2 separate regions of the Mus musculus genome follow, and region 2 is linked to region 1. Evidence: chromatin contacts called from public HiChIP or PLAC-seq data. All regions are on one chromosome and are shown on one strand. The core of a region is the stretch at or near the end of the contact, and the rest is flanking DNA. Distances in the headings are between cores, read along the strand shown.

Region 1 (6,453 bases), core at 3,318-5,817:
TAGAAGGGAAGAGACCAGAAAGGTGCTTCAGCCTCAGTTTCTCTCCTCCTCATCTGCAGGTGGGCACAGAGCTCAGCAAGTGAAAGAAAAGCTGTTGGAAATCCGTCTGCGATGGCTAGGAGACGCCACAGTCACACAAAACCATGTCATCCATGTGAGCACACTGTATCCCAGTAGAGAACTCTCCTAGTACAGCAACCCTGTGTGACTTCTCAGACAGACCGAAGGGCTTACTGAATGCAATAACCAGGTGCCTTAAACAACTGTGATATTCAAGGCACTGAGACCAGAAAAGGTTTAGAGGTCTCTTCTTAGCTTCTTTCGCATTTATTCTCTCCTCTAACTTAACTATCCATTTCATAGTTGAAGTCCCTCAAGAATAAAAATGCCCAAATGGTCCTGAAGACACAAGTACTCCTGACCAGCACAGGCAGAAACGGCACACGTACACATAATTGTATTAGGCTTGCTGTAGCAGTCCTGTAATCTCAGGTATTTGAAAGGCTTAGACAAAAGAACCAAATTCAAGACTAGCCTGGGCATCTTAAGTGAGAAAAAGTCAAGACAGGGCTGAATATACAGCACCACAGCTGAGCAACTGCTGGCGAATGTCAGAGCCTAGGTTCCATCCCCACCACTTGGGGAGGTGGGCAGGTGAGTACTGATGCCCTCTTCTTGCCTAGCTTGTCTGCAGACCTCTTCAGGCTCCTCTCACTGCTCAGTCACTGGCTGCTGCCTACTGCCACCTGCACTTATGTTTACTAATTCTAAGAAAACACACTTCACAGCTACTTTATTTTTGTACTTTCAGACTGGGTAGGAAATACAAATCTATAAACTCTGATCTATAGGGGAAAGATCAACTCCAACCAGGTACAAAACTCTGCATGCAGATTGGCTTGTTTCTGTTGTCTTCTTTCTCCTTTCAAAATGTATGGTCCTAGACATGTCCCTAGTGAAAGTCAGTCGTCTGGAGAGAACCATTATCTACTCGATGTTTCATTGCTCCATGTTTCATGTGCTAGTCACAGAGGAAAGCTATAGACTAGAGGACATCAACTATCTCCACTGAATGAACATACAGTAACAGGAACATGTCTCTTTTTTTCTAAAACAAACAAACACACACACACACACACACACACACACACCTGGTTTTGAGGAGGAGAGAGGAAACTAAGCTAAAACCTAAACTGACAACAAATGGATCAGCTGGTTTTCAGTATCTCTAAGCATCTCTCATGATTAAAAAATTGTATAGTAAGCATCAGATTATTCTGACTAGGTGATTCATCATCCAAGCCACTGCAGCGGGCTTCCCCAGCTGGCACCCTGCACCACACAGATCCTCTCAGCAGAGGTAGTCTCTCCCCACCATAGCCCACAAGACAAGATGTTAAGAATCTTCCAATGAGGGGCACGCCTTTAATCCCAGCACTTGGGAGGCAGAGGCAGGCGGATTTCTGAGTTCGAGGCCAACCTGGTCTACAAAGTGAGTTCCAGGACAGCCAGGGAGGGCTACACAGAGAAACCCTATCTCGAAAAACAAAACAAAACAAAAACAAAAACAGAATCTTTCAATGATGGCTAAAACCTACCAAAACTTCTATGCAGTCCCAAAACAATATTAAAATAACTCAGGAACATTTTTGAGCAAGACTTGATTCTGTCTCCCCCCAACCTTTGAGGACTTTCCGTTCCTCTCACGCCCCTAATCTAGCACCAGTCACTGTCCAGAGGAAAATATGAGGCTGGGAAGATAAAACAGCTCATAAAATGCTTGCCCAGGAAGCATGAGGACCCAAGTTTGGGTCCCTAGAACCCACGTGACAATCATGCTATGGTCACAGGCTTGTAACCCCAGCAATGGGGAGGTGGATACAGTATAATTTCTAGAGGCAGACTAGCATAACTGGTGAAGCCCGGTGTGATGGTTTGTATATTCTTGGGCCAGGGAATGGCACCATTTGGAGGTGTGACCTGGTTGGAGTAGGTGTGTCACTGTGGGTGTGGGCTTAAGATTCTCACCCTGGTTGCCTAGGAGTCAGTCTTCCACTAGCAGCCTTTGGATGAAGACCTAGAACTCTCAGCTCCTCCTGTACCATGCCTGCCTGGATGCTGCCATGCTCCCACCTTGATGATAATGGACTAAACCTCTGAACCTGTAAGCCAGCCCCACATTAAATATTGTTTTTATAAGACTTGCCTTGGTCATGGTGTCTGTTCACAGCAGCAAAACCCTAACTAAGACACCCGGGGTTCCAGGGAGAGACACTGTATGAAGAAACAAACAAACAAACAACAAAAAGTCCAGGAAGACAGCTCAGGTGGACCAATTCCTGAGACTGATCTCTGTTCTCCACAGGTGCACAAGCCTGCACATACACCATATATGTATACACACACACACACAATGATAAACATGAGCTCTGCTTTTTAAAGTGAACTCAGACTGGCTAGGTGAGTGTTGAAGGAGATCTAAAGTATGAATTTTTTAATACGATAAAACAGATTGTTTGGGGAGCAAACACTAAGAGAACCATATACACAGTATTGACGTGTTGTGAAGAGTGAACTGGCCTTTGGGTAGATTTCTGAACTGAGTTCGTTAGCTTCTCCTTTAAAACATAACAAGATAAAGAAGGAATAAGGTGGAACCAGGATAAGTGCTTGCCAAAGCTGCAGCCCCAGAAACATAAAAATGCCACTGAGTGTATACTAAGTCAGATTTCCTGAGTGTCAAAAAAAAAAAAGCCTTTTATTTTAAAGAGATTGCTTTTACATTTCTCTAAAACGACTTTGTTTTCTGAAATTCCAGTGAAGAGCTGTGCCCTCCAACTTGGGGACACCATCAGCACACTTTCTTATGATGCTACCCCAAAGCCATGGGAATCCCCCACCAACACCCAAACTCCAACAGGCCTACAGGAAGGCACCCTGCAGCTGTCCTGCACACAGGAAGGTAAGACATTAAATAGCACACATTTCCAAGTACTAGCTACCAGAGTAATTAACCCTTTCTCCTTAGCCACAGCCGATGCCGCTGAGCTTGCAACTTTACCTTCAGCAGGATGCTGATAAAATGTCTATGGCAATGAAGATGCCAATGTTCAAAGCTAAGGGTCGGGAGATGCAGTCAAGTAAGTGGGTGTCCCTGTGGGTTCTAAGTACTCATCCAGAATTCCTACTGTGCACAGTACTGGGGGAAAGTTCTCAGGACCTGGAACACATTGAATCCAACCATGAACAGGGTGCAACTTCCCTGAGGGGATCAAGGAGCACCCGGGCAGGGCGGGGCAGCCTCCAGACCAGCTCTGCCACATCGGTCCACCTGCCTGCAGGTGAGGTTTGGCAAGCCTCTCAGTTGCCAAGCATTCTGGGAAGAAAAAAAAAAAAAAACAAAACACACACAACTAACTGCTGAACTATGCAAGTCTCCCAACTTTATGGGAGACACATCCATATCCCTGAGAAAGTTAATCTAGCAATAAAGAGATGTAAGTCTTTAAATATGAAATGTCTATGCGGTTACAGGAAGGAACTGGGAGGAGCCCATGTATCCAAGGGCCCAAAGGAGAAAACAGAGCAGGGTGTGCTGGAGACCTTGGGAACCCTGGGGCCTAGCACCAGGTTTTGCAAATATGCTTCCTGTTTAGAAAAAAGTAAATTCATAAGGTCAAGCACATACTGAACTGCCAACAGCCACGTATCACACCTGTCCTTTGAGAGACAGCACCGCAAAGCTGTCAAAATGTTAACCAACCCGTCCACACTTCCCATGAGTCCATAGTTTGCAAAACTACTCCGTTCTGAAATTATGCTTTAAAATGAGGGTTTTCTTTTTCTGTAGCAGAGAAACCAATCTTTGTGTGTGAGTGTGTGTGTGTGTGTGTGTGTGTGTGTGTGTGCATTCAGTGGGAGAAGGAACAAGTGCGGAAGGGGATGTCCGAGCGGGAACTCGCTGGTGGAGCAGCTCTGGAAAGTGCCTATAAGCACAGGATGATTGGACCAGACAGAGCTGGGTTCCTTCCTAAGCCTGGCCGGCCACCTGCCACTCCGGCTTGACAGTCACTAGAGGAAGAGCACCTGCGCTCTGCGGAGAGCTGGGCCTGCCCACCGGACTGCGGTCAGCGCGCAGGAGAGCCGACCCACGGGGAAGGCCGGCCCGATCCCTAGCAGCACTGACAGTACAGAACGAGCTGCTCCGGAGACCGCCCAGGTCAGGACCCAAAGCTTGGCGTCGGCTGCACAGCGGGTCGGAGGTCACCCGCGGAAAGGTCGGAGGTCGGCTGTGTCCGCGTAGATGGGAGCTGCCAAGCCCGGCCGCGCCCCCCGCCCGCCCGCCCCGCCGCACTTACAGGTGACGATGGGCTTGTTCTCCATGGTGTAGACCACCGGTGGCTGTGGCTCCTCAGGGGCGTCCATGGGCGTCCGGCGTCACCGGCCCGGCCCCCCGCCCGCCATGGGCACCCGAGGCAGCGCGGGGCCCGCTGAGCCCGCGCCTCCTCGCCGCCGGCCCCCGGCAGCTCCTAGCCGGCCGCCCGCCGCCGCCGGCCGCGTCCACTTCCGGCCCCGGCGCCGCCGCGTGACCACTTCCGGGGCGCGCGACTTAAAGGGGCGGGCCTCGCCGCCGAATGCCCTCCTACGAAAAAGGCCGCGTGCCGGGCCGCCCGGCGGTGCAGGGCGGGGCCGCTGTAGCTGTCAATAGCGGGAGCCGCCTCTGCCTCGGTTCTCAGGCAGCTGCAGAGGACAGAGGGCGGCGCACGTGCCTGAGCTCCTTGACCCCACCTTCTCAATGCCCAAGCTTGGTGACCCTTGCTTGGTCTCATCAGACCTGTCTAAACTGGATTCTCCTCGGCTTCGCACCTGCAGATGCTCCCTTACCCTCATCCTCGCTTCTACCCTGTGTGCCCCCACGTCACGTCTGGCGGAATTCCCGTTATCTCCGAGGGAGCTTCCTCCTTTCCGGCTTCTGCAGGATGCCTTGGGTCGGTTTTTACATCTGGGCGAGCTCAACTGTGCAGTGCCAAGCTGAGTCTCTGCTTGCCTGTTAACACGGACTTGCCAAGTGTGCTGACTCAAAGCGAGGCAAGATCGAAAGTGTTCCACCCACCCCGTACAACTCCATGTGCACCCGCTGGCACGCCAGCTTCCCACTGTCCTTTCTGGTTTTGTGAGGTTTTTGTTTGATTGGTTGATTAGGTGGTTTTACTCGTATGAACCACCACATAGGTCGTTTCCACCTGCGTCAGCCTTCAGCACTCTTTCCCTTGGCTCCCAGAATGCTCCCTATGTCCCACCTTCATCAGTACTGGTCACCTATAGCTGGTACTGCTTTGAAGCCGCTAGGTATTGTGAATGTCGCAAAATCAAATATTGCTTTGAACTGAACTCGGCGCAAGTAAAGCAGGTCTATGGGAGCTTTTGCAAATGGGATTCAGTGTGCAAATGGAATGTCTGAGCATGACTTGACTGTTGGGGAGCATGTTGGTTTGGGCTTTCAGGCAACTGATTAGGGCAGTTGAAGCAGGTGGAGACTGCCAGGCACAGGGGTTCTCAACCTGTGGGTCCCGAGCCTTTTGGCAAACCTCTAGCTCCAAAAAAAATATTTACATTATGACCCATAACAGTAGCAAAATTACAGTTTATGAAGTAGTAACAAACTATTTTTATTTATGTAATAATTTTATTTTTACTTCTTTAATATATTTATTTTGTTTATTTAATATTTTTCTCTAATATTTTTATTTTTATTTATTTAATTTTTAGTTTATTTATTTAATTTTTATTCATTATTTAATATTTTATTTTTATTTACTTAATATTTATTTTTTATTTAGGAGGGTCACAGCATTAGAAAGGTTCAGAACCACTGGCCTAGAGAGAGCACAGCAAAGCAAGAATAGGGGTCCAAAGCCTCCGTGGACGTGCCAAAGGTTTTTCACCCCATCCAGCTAAGCGTTTGTGAGATGTCAGCACAAAGAACGAAGCTCTCACCTCAAATGGAATAAGAGATGGTGTGCTTCGGAGCCAAATTTGAGTGCCCGCCACCCAGGGGACAAGGATTTTGAGGAATCCTCTGAGGCCTCCTGAGTGGGTAACCCCAGGTTTCGTGATCCCACATGGAAGCACTTGAAGCTTTATAGTTGCAGAACATAAAAAGTCATAAATCAAGACAATTTAAAATACATTGGTGAGTACGTCAGAGAGGCTGTTATAGCTAGAAGGTGGACTCTCTCCTGTTGGCCTCAAATACCATTCTTAGCTTTGGAGGTGGGAAAGCTAGTTGTGATGGTTTCTATACACTTGGGCCAGGAACAAGGGGTGGCACTATTAGCACATGTGACCTTGTTGAAGTAGGCCTGTTACTGTGGGTGTGGGCCTTCACCCTATCTACCTGGAAGTCAGTCTTCCACTAGCAGCATTCAGATGAAGATGTAAAACTCTCAGCTC
Region 2 (6,107 bases), core at 1,820-4,319, 85 kb after region 1:
TATTTTATGCTGTTAGGTAAGGTCTCCTGCATACCCTAGAGAGTCTCAGCAAGGTCCAGAACTTCACAGTACTTCCTCCTACTGCAGGGCTCTCCGAATGTCCGGTCTTCCAGCACCCCACACTGTGCTGTGACCCCGAAGCATGCACCTTTCCAGATGTTTACTAGCTATTTGAATGGTTGCATTTATTATTTTTTTCTGAAGATTTATTTATGTATATGAGTCCACTGCAGCTGTCTTCAGACACACCAGAAGAGGGCATCGGATCCCATTACAGATGGTTGTGAGCCACCATGTGGTTGCTGGGAATTAAATTCAGGACCTCTGGAAGAGCACTCAGTGCTCTTAACTGCTAAGCTATCTCTCCAGCCTCATTTATTATTTTTTATATTTATATTTATTTTGGGGTGTTGCATGCCATAGCATGCATGCGGTGGTCAAAGGACAACACACAGGTCAGTTCTTCCCTTCTGCCATGTTTCCTGTGGTCAGACTCAGTTGTCCAGCTCCTAAGGAAGTGATAAGAATCACTGACACGACTTGCTGGCCCTTGCAAGCTTCCAAGAGATGCCAGCTGTAGGAAGAATGTGTTACTATAAATGTCAACATTCGCAGTGGGATAATCTGTGTGCTGTTCCTGTCTTGCCTCTCATGGAGTCGAGCATCAGTGGGCTGTGGGCACTGAGCTGACCCCCGATCCAGTTTAGGCCTCACTCCTAGCTTCCCAGGTCCACCAATGTCCAACCTCAGGCACTTCTCCCACCTCATTTCCCAGCCCTCAGATGTGATACAACCAGAGTCCATGTCCCCATGGTGAGGTACACTCAGTGCCTCTCACAACTTATTTTCTACAGAGCTCTGCCAAGCAGTTGTCTACCCCTGCCCCCAGACTCAGAAGGGTCACAGCATCTGCACTGTCCCATCTGGGCAATCTCTGGCCACACATACAATTAACCATGGTGGTACATGACTTTAGAATCTCTGTGTCTTTGGTGAGGAGTACTGGTTCTCGAGAATGTAGTTCTGTGTAAGCAGTGCTCACTTTGCAGAAACACCAAGAGCGTGAGTGTGTGTGTGTGTGTGTGTGTGTGTGTGTGTGTGTGTGTGTGTGTTTACCAGGAGAAGGACTGCCCCGAGCGCCAGTCAGTCAGAACTGCTGTGGGTACCCTATGGGACTAGCTATCCAACTGGGGAACAAAGGAAAAGTTAGATACTGTCTTCAGGAAATCATAACTATAAACAGAAAAAGTGTGAGACTAGAATTTGGTTGCTACAATCCTAGATCTATTTTGGACTAAGGAGGGAGGGCTTATGCCAGGATCTCACTCTGCAGTCCATACAGGCCCAAACCACATGATGCCCCTGCCACAGCCTCCCAAGTGCCGGGATAATAGGAATGTATTATTGCAAAGGCATAGCTCCTACTTATTCAAAATATGTTTGATGTCGTAAATAAAATAGTGGATTTCAGAATATTCTTGGATACAGTTTTGTCCCAGAAAGCTAAACTACCCACCCACTGCCTGCCAAGAACTGGGACATTGACCTAAACCATGACCCTGCAGTCTGAACCAAGAGATCTGCATGACAGACAGCACCCACTCTACAGATATCTTCTGGGTCATGGAGGAAAGGCAGGAAGCCACCTGATCCAGGTTTGACCATGAAGGATGAGCCTGTGGTTCAAGCTCCTTCATTAAAAGGCTCTGGGGATGGCATGAAGCTCCAAAGGATGAGGGCATGGGAATAGGCAGAGATGTCCCACCCCTGTCACATAGAACGTTAGGCTCTATTCTCAGGCCTTGTGACCCAGAACCCACTGCCGGACTGACCCAGCTAATATCAACCAACATCAGCCCCTGTGGCCTCCAGAAGGAGATGCACCTGCTCTGTTTCTATCAGGAAGCAACTCTGACCCCAGGGCCACAAGCTTTCAGGTCCCGGTAAGTGGCTATCAGCTGGTCTCAAGGAGGCTGGTGTGCTTCTGGGGCCATTCTGTTGAGGGGATTGCATGTGAGAGCTGTGTCCTGGTAGCCACTCTGGCTCACCAACATCCTATCTCACCAGCTCTTCACTGGTCTCTCTCTCTCTCTCTCTCTCTCTCTCTCTCTCTCTCTCTCTCTCTCTCTCTCTCTCTCTCTCTCTCACACACACACACACACACACACACACATATATATATGACAGATATAGATGCCTCCTGACCATAGAGGGTATAAAAATGCTTGCCCTTTAAGAAAATCAGCAGGCATATTAAGGCCTAGCCATGCCCAGGGCTCAGATTGTCCCAGTATCCCTATCTAACCTAGGTATGAACTGGGGTCAAAGATCTTCCACTACCAGGAGCTGGCTATGTCACACAGGGGACCCACACCTAAGCTGTACCCAGGACACACATAGAGACATGCAGAAACAAACTCATGAAACCCACCATGCCCTCTTCACTTACCAAGGCACAGGCTAGCAGGGCCAGGCGATGGCTGTCCTCAAGGGTGTCCGACCTGCAGGGCCTAGAAGAAGAGGACATGGTCATGAATGTGGCATACAGGGCTTAGGAGAGGCATTTCCCTCGAAGCAGGCAAACAGCGCTAGGCAAGAACTTCACTAGGGACTCAAGCCAATCCCAGGATCATGCCCCTGGAGTTCAGGAAGTTGAGCCTGCACTTCCATTGCATAGCAGGAGGTTCGCAGATGACTCATAAATGAAAAAACCCAGAGACAGGCACCAGTTACATTCCAGGACACCGGGGACCACTGCAGAGACCTGCAGGTCCCTAAGCAATGGAACTGGGCTGCTGCATCTGCCAGAACAGAACAGCCTCCCTCTGCCAGGGGCTGTCCTACCCAGAGCCACTGCCCAGCTTGTGTGCATGATGGAGCATCTCCCCACTCTACACACTGGGCTCCTCTGGCCCGTTAGCTCTACCACGCCACACCACACCCCAGCCCTTAAGGATCACTTTGCCAAAATGTCCATTTTAAACTGTGGCAAACCCTGCACAAGACTGACCATCTTGAGCATGTCTGAGGCACGTATGCATGGCTGTGAAGCCGTTGGTACTCTCCACCCACAGAGCTTTCCCATCTTCCAGATGGATACCCAGCCTCTCCCATAAGCTAGCAGCCGAGCCCTCAGTACCCAGGATGCTCTCTGTCTTCACACTAGAAACTCTAGCAACTTCATGTAAGTGGAATCACACAATCGCTCTTTCTGTGAGGGCTCTCTCTTTCTTAAGGCCAAAGACCATTTTGCTGGATGAGTGCAGTAGAGCGAGTGTCTGTGTCCCTACCCCACCATGACAGTGCAGACAGCAGTGTCTTTGACAGCGATCAGGTCTTGAGTCTTAGTGTCCTCAAGAGAAGAGAACAGGCTCCAAACTCATGATCCTCCTGCCTCGACCTCCCTATTGCTGGGATTAGAGGCTCATGTCACCCTGCCTGGCCACTTTCCAGTATTTTAGGTTGCCTCTACACTATCGTTGGGCCATATACTCCCGAGGAAAATCCATTCCACTACTAGCTCTGCCCCTCGGTAGTGACAGGAGCCCACCAGCATGGCTGCAGCAGCTCACTTGGGACGTGGCACTGTGGACTGCCTTGCTTCTTCAGAGTAGGGTTTGGTAAGTTTCTTGGATTTAAATTTTCACCAAATTTGGAAAAATTCAAGGCCTTGCTTTTTCCTAGCATGGGAGACCTTTATGTTCTTTCCCACTCGTCATAGTCCCACTGATGTCTTCTTTGTCTTTTGTGCTTTTCAAAGCATTCTGTCTTTGAATATACTGATCTCTTCTGCACCCTTTAACTGACCAAATCGATCCCAGCCAGGATGGTTTATTTTTGCCTCTAAGATATGTGTGTGTATGTACACTCCAGAAGACAACCTTAAGTGTCAACTTCAGAAATGGTACCCACTAGGGCTGGAGAGATGGCTCAGTGGTTTAGAGCACTGGTTGCTCTTCCCTAAGACATCAAGTTCAATTCTAAGCATGCACGTGGTAGCTGACAATCATGTGTTAACTCCAGTTCTAAGGGATCCGACACCTTCTTCTAGGCCCTGCAGGCACTAGGCACATGGTGTACAAGCATGCATGCAGGCAGAACACACACACACACACACACACACACACCACTCATACATAATAAAATAAACTTAAAACAGTTGAGGACAGTGTACCTTTACTATAATCACTACCAGGGGGTCAGAAGCAGGTAAATCTCTTTGACTTCAAGACCTGTCTGGTCTAGAGCAAGTTCTAGGCCAGTCAAGGCTACATTGTGATACACTGTCTCAGAAAAGAAACAGAAACAAAGAAACAAAAAAGAAAGAAAGAAAAACAAAGAAAGAAACAACGAAACAAAAGAAACACCACTCACCTCCTTTGAAACAAGGTCTCTCATTAGTTTGAAACCTCACAGTCCAGCCGGCACCTGTGTCCCTCGGATCCCCTCATCTCTGCCTCCCAAATCTTTCATTATGGCAACACCACCATGCCCAGCAGTTTTATGTAGGTTCCAGAGACTGAAGTTCAGGTTCTTTTTTTTTTTTTTTTTTTTTCTCGAGACAGGGTTTCTCTGTGTAGCCCTGGCTGTCCTGGAACTCACTTTGTAGACCAGGCTGGCCTCAAACTCAGAAATCTGCCTGCCTCTGCCTCCCGAGTGCTGGAATTAAAGGCGTGTGCCACCATGCCTGGCTAGTTCAGGTTCTCATATACAAGTCTAGGGACAGACAAACTCAAGCCCCAGTTCCATTAAAAAAATAATAATAATAAAAATAAAACAAAATGAAATAAAAGAAAATAAAAACTGCACATAGAAGAGAAAGTGGGAAGGCTGAGTACAGATGTCTGCAGCCTCAGCCTTAGGAGTCAGAGGCAGGAAAGGTCACGAGGGCAGGAGCCAGCCAGGGCGACAGAGCAAGAGCTGGTCTCCTGACCAACTACTAAGGACAAGAGACTTGTGACTACTGTAAATAAGACAGAGTTAGCGACACAGCGGCATGTTAGGAGAGGGAACTGATTGTGACAGATGGTCCTCAGGCTCTTGAGTCTTCCCAAACACTGAAGCCATGCTCAGTTTTGCCTTTTGGTAAGGCTTCCATCCATGGCAGGGGACAGGGTACAAACCACAAACGGAAAAAAATGACATTGTCATTCAGAAATTATGTAAAGGGCTGGTGTGAAGCTGCAGGAGGGGGGAGGGGGCTCTAAATTATCTTGTCAAGCCGAGCATGGCGACACATACCTTGAATCCTAGCAGAAGCAGAGGCAGGTGGATCTCTGTGGGGTTAGCCTGATCTACATATGGAGTTCCAGGATAGTCAGGGCTACACAGTGAGACCAAAAATAAAAGTAAAATAAAAGTTTTCAGACATTAAGATGGTCAATTTTCAATTGAAAAGGCTCTCTCTCCAAGTGCAGATGTCAGGCCGTGCTCTGCTCTAAGTGACTCAAGACTGTACAGCGTGGCCTTCCAAAGAGACAGGAAGACTTCATTTCAGAAGCAGCTTTGACTCCGTTTTGAGGGAGGATGATGACTGCCCCTGAGTGAACCCCGAAACTGTACCCAATAGGTATTCAGCAGACTGATAAATAACTTATTTCTAAGAACAGAAAGAATGCCACCCTATACGTTGTTGAGGTGAATTGAGACTGTAGGGGCCCAGGGAAATATAAATTATAGCAGAAAACCATGCCCAAAAACTTACTGAACATACCAGACTAAGGAAAGTGCCTCTCCTTTACTTGGACTCCATAAAATGAGTGACACCTAACAGCCCCTTGCAAAGCTATCATGTGATACCTTGTATGGGCATCAAGGACCAAGGACTGTTATATCTGGATATCACAAAATATAGGCCAGCCTGGGCTACATAGGGAGTTCTGGGCTAGCCTGATCTACATAGAGATACGCTACTCCACCCGCTTTCACCCTTCAAAAAAAATATTAAAAAAAAAAAAAGAAGGGAGCTGGAGAGATCACTCAATGGTTAAGAGCACTTACTGCTCTTACAGAGGACCCATATTTAGTTCCCAACACCCACTTGGTGCTCACAACCATCTATATGCACACATAAAGCACACATACATACATGCAGGCAAAACACTCAC

Evidence for each region. HiChIP or PLAC-seq counts read pairs in DNA pulled down with a chosen protein or histone mark.
Region 2: an HNF4G HiChIP or PLAC-seq map of pancreatic cancer cells shows a contact between it and region 1. The contact joins the enhancer-like site here to the promoter of Trappc10 in region 1. A contact is called at or near these places in 1 of 15 datasets of contacts at CTCF or cohesin (CD8 T cells), 2 of 115 datasets of contacts at active chromatin or transcription factors (embryonic stem cells and pancreatic cancer cells) and 3 of 9 other capture datasets (adipose tissue, liver and pancreatic islet).

The regions. Positions count from the first base shown.
Region 1 is chr10:78,240,078-78,246,530 of GRCm38.p6, forward strand. It overlaps Trappc10 (trafficking protein particle complex 10), which reads right to left and starts at 4,568. Exons shown (of 23, transcript NM_001081055.2): 1 at 4,359-4,568. The coding sequence starts at 4,425.
Region 2 is chr10:78,326,827-78,332,933 of GRCm38.p6, forward strand. Agpat3 (1-acylglycerol-3-phosphate O-acyltransferase 3) reads right to left here. Exons shown (of 10, transcript NM_053014.3): 2 at 2,450-2,510. Among named protein-coding and RNA genes, the nearest start is that of Mir7659, 10 kb to the right of the region's middle. Within about 2 kb of position 3,070, at least 32 of the 459 cell types and tissues checked have an H3K27ac peak or open chromatin away from gene starts, as enhancers often do. A contact at or near this core is called in liver and pancreatic cancer cells, where this site is marked.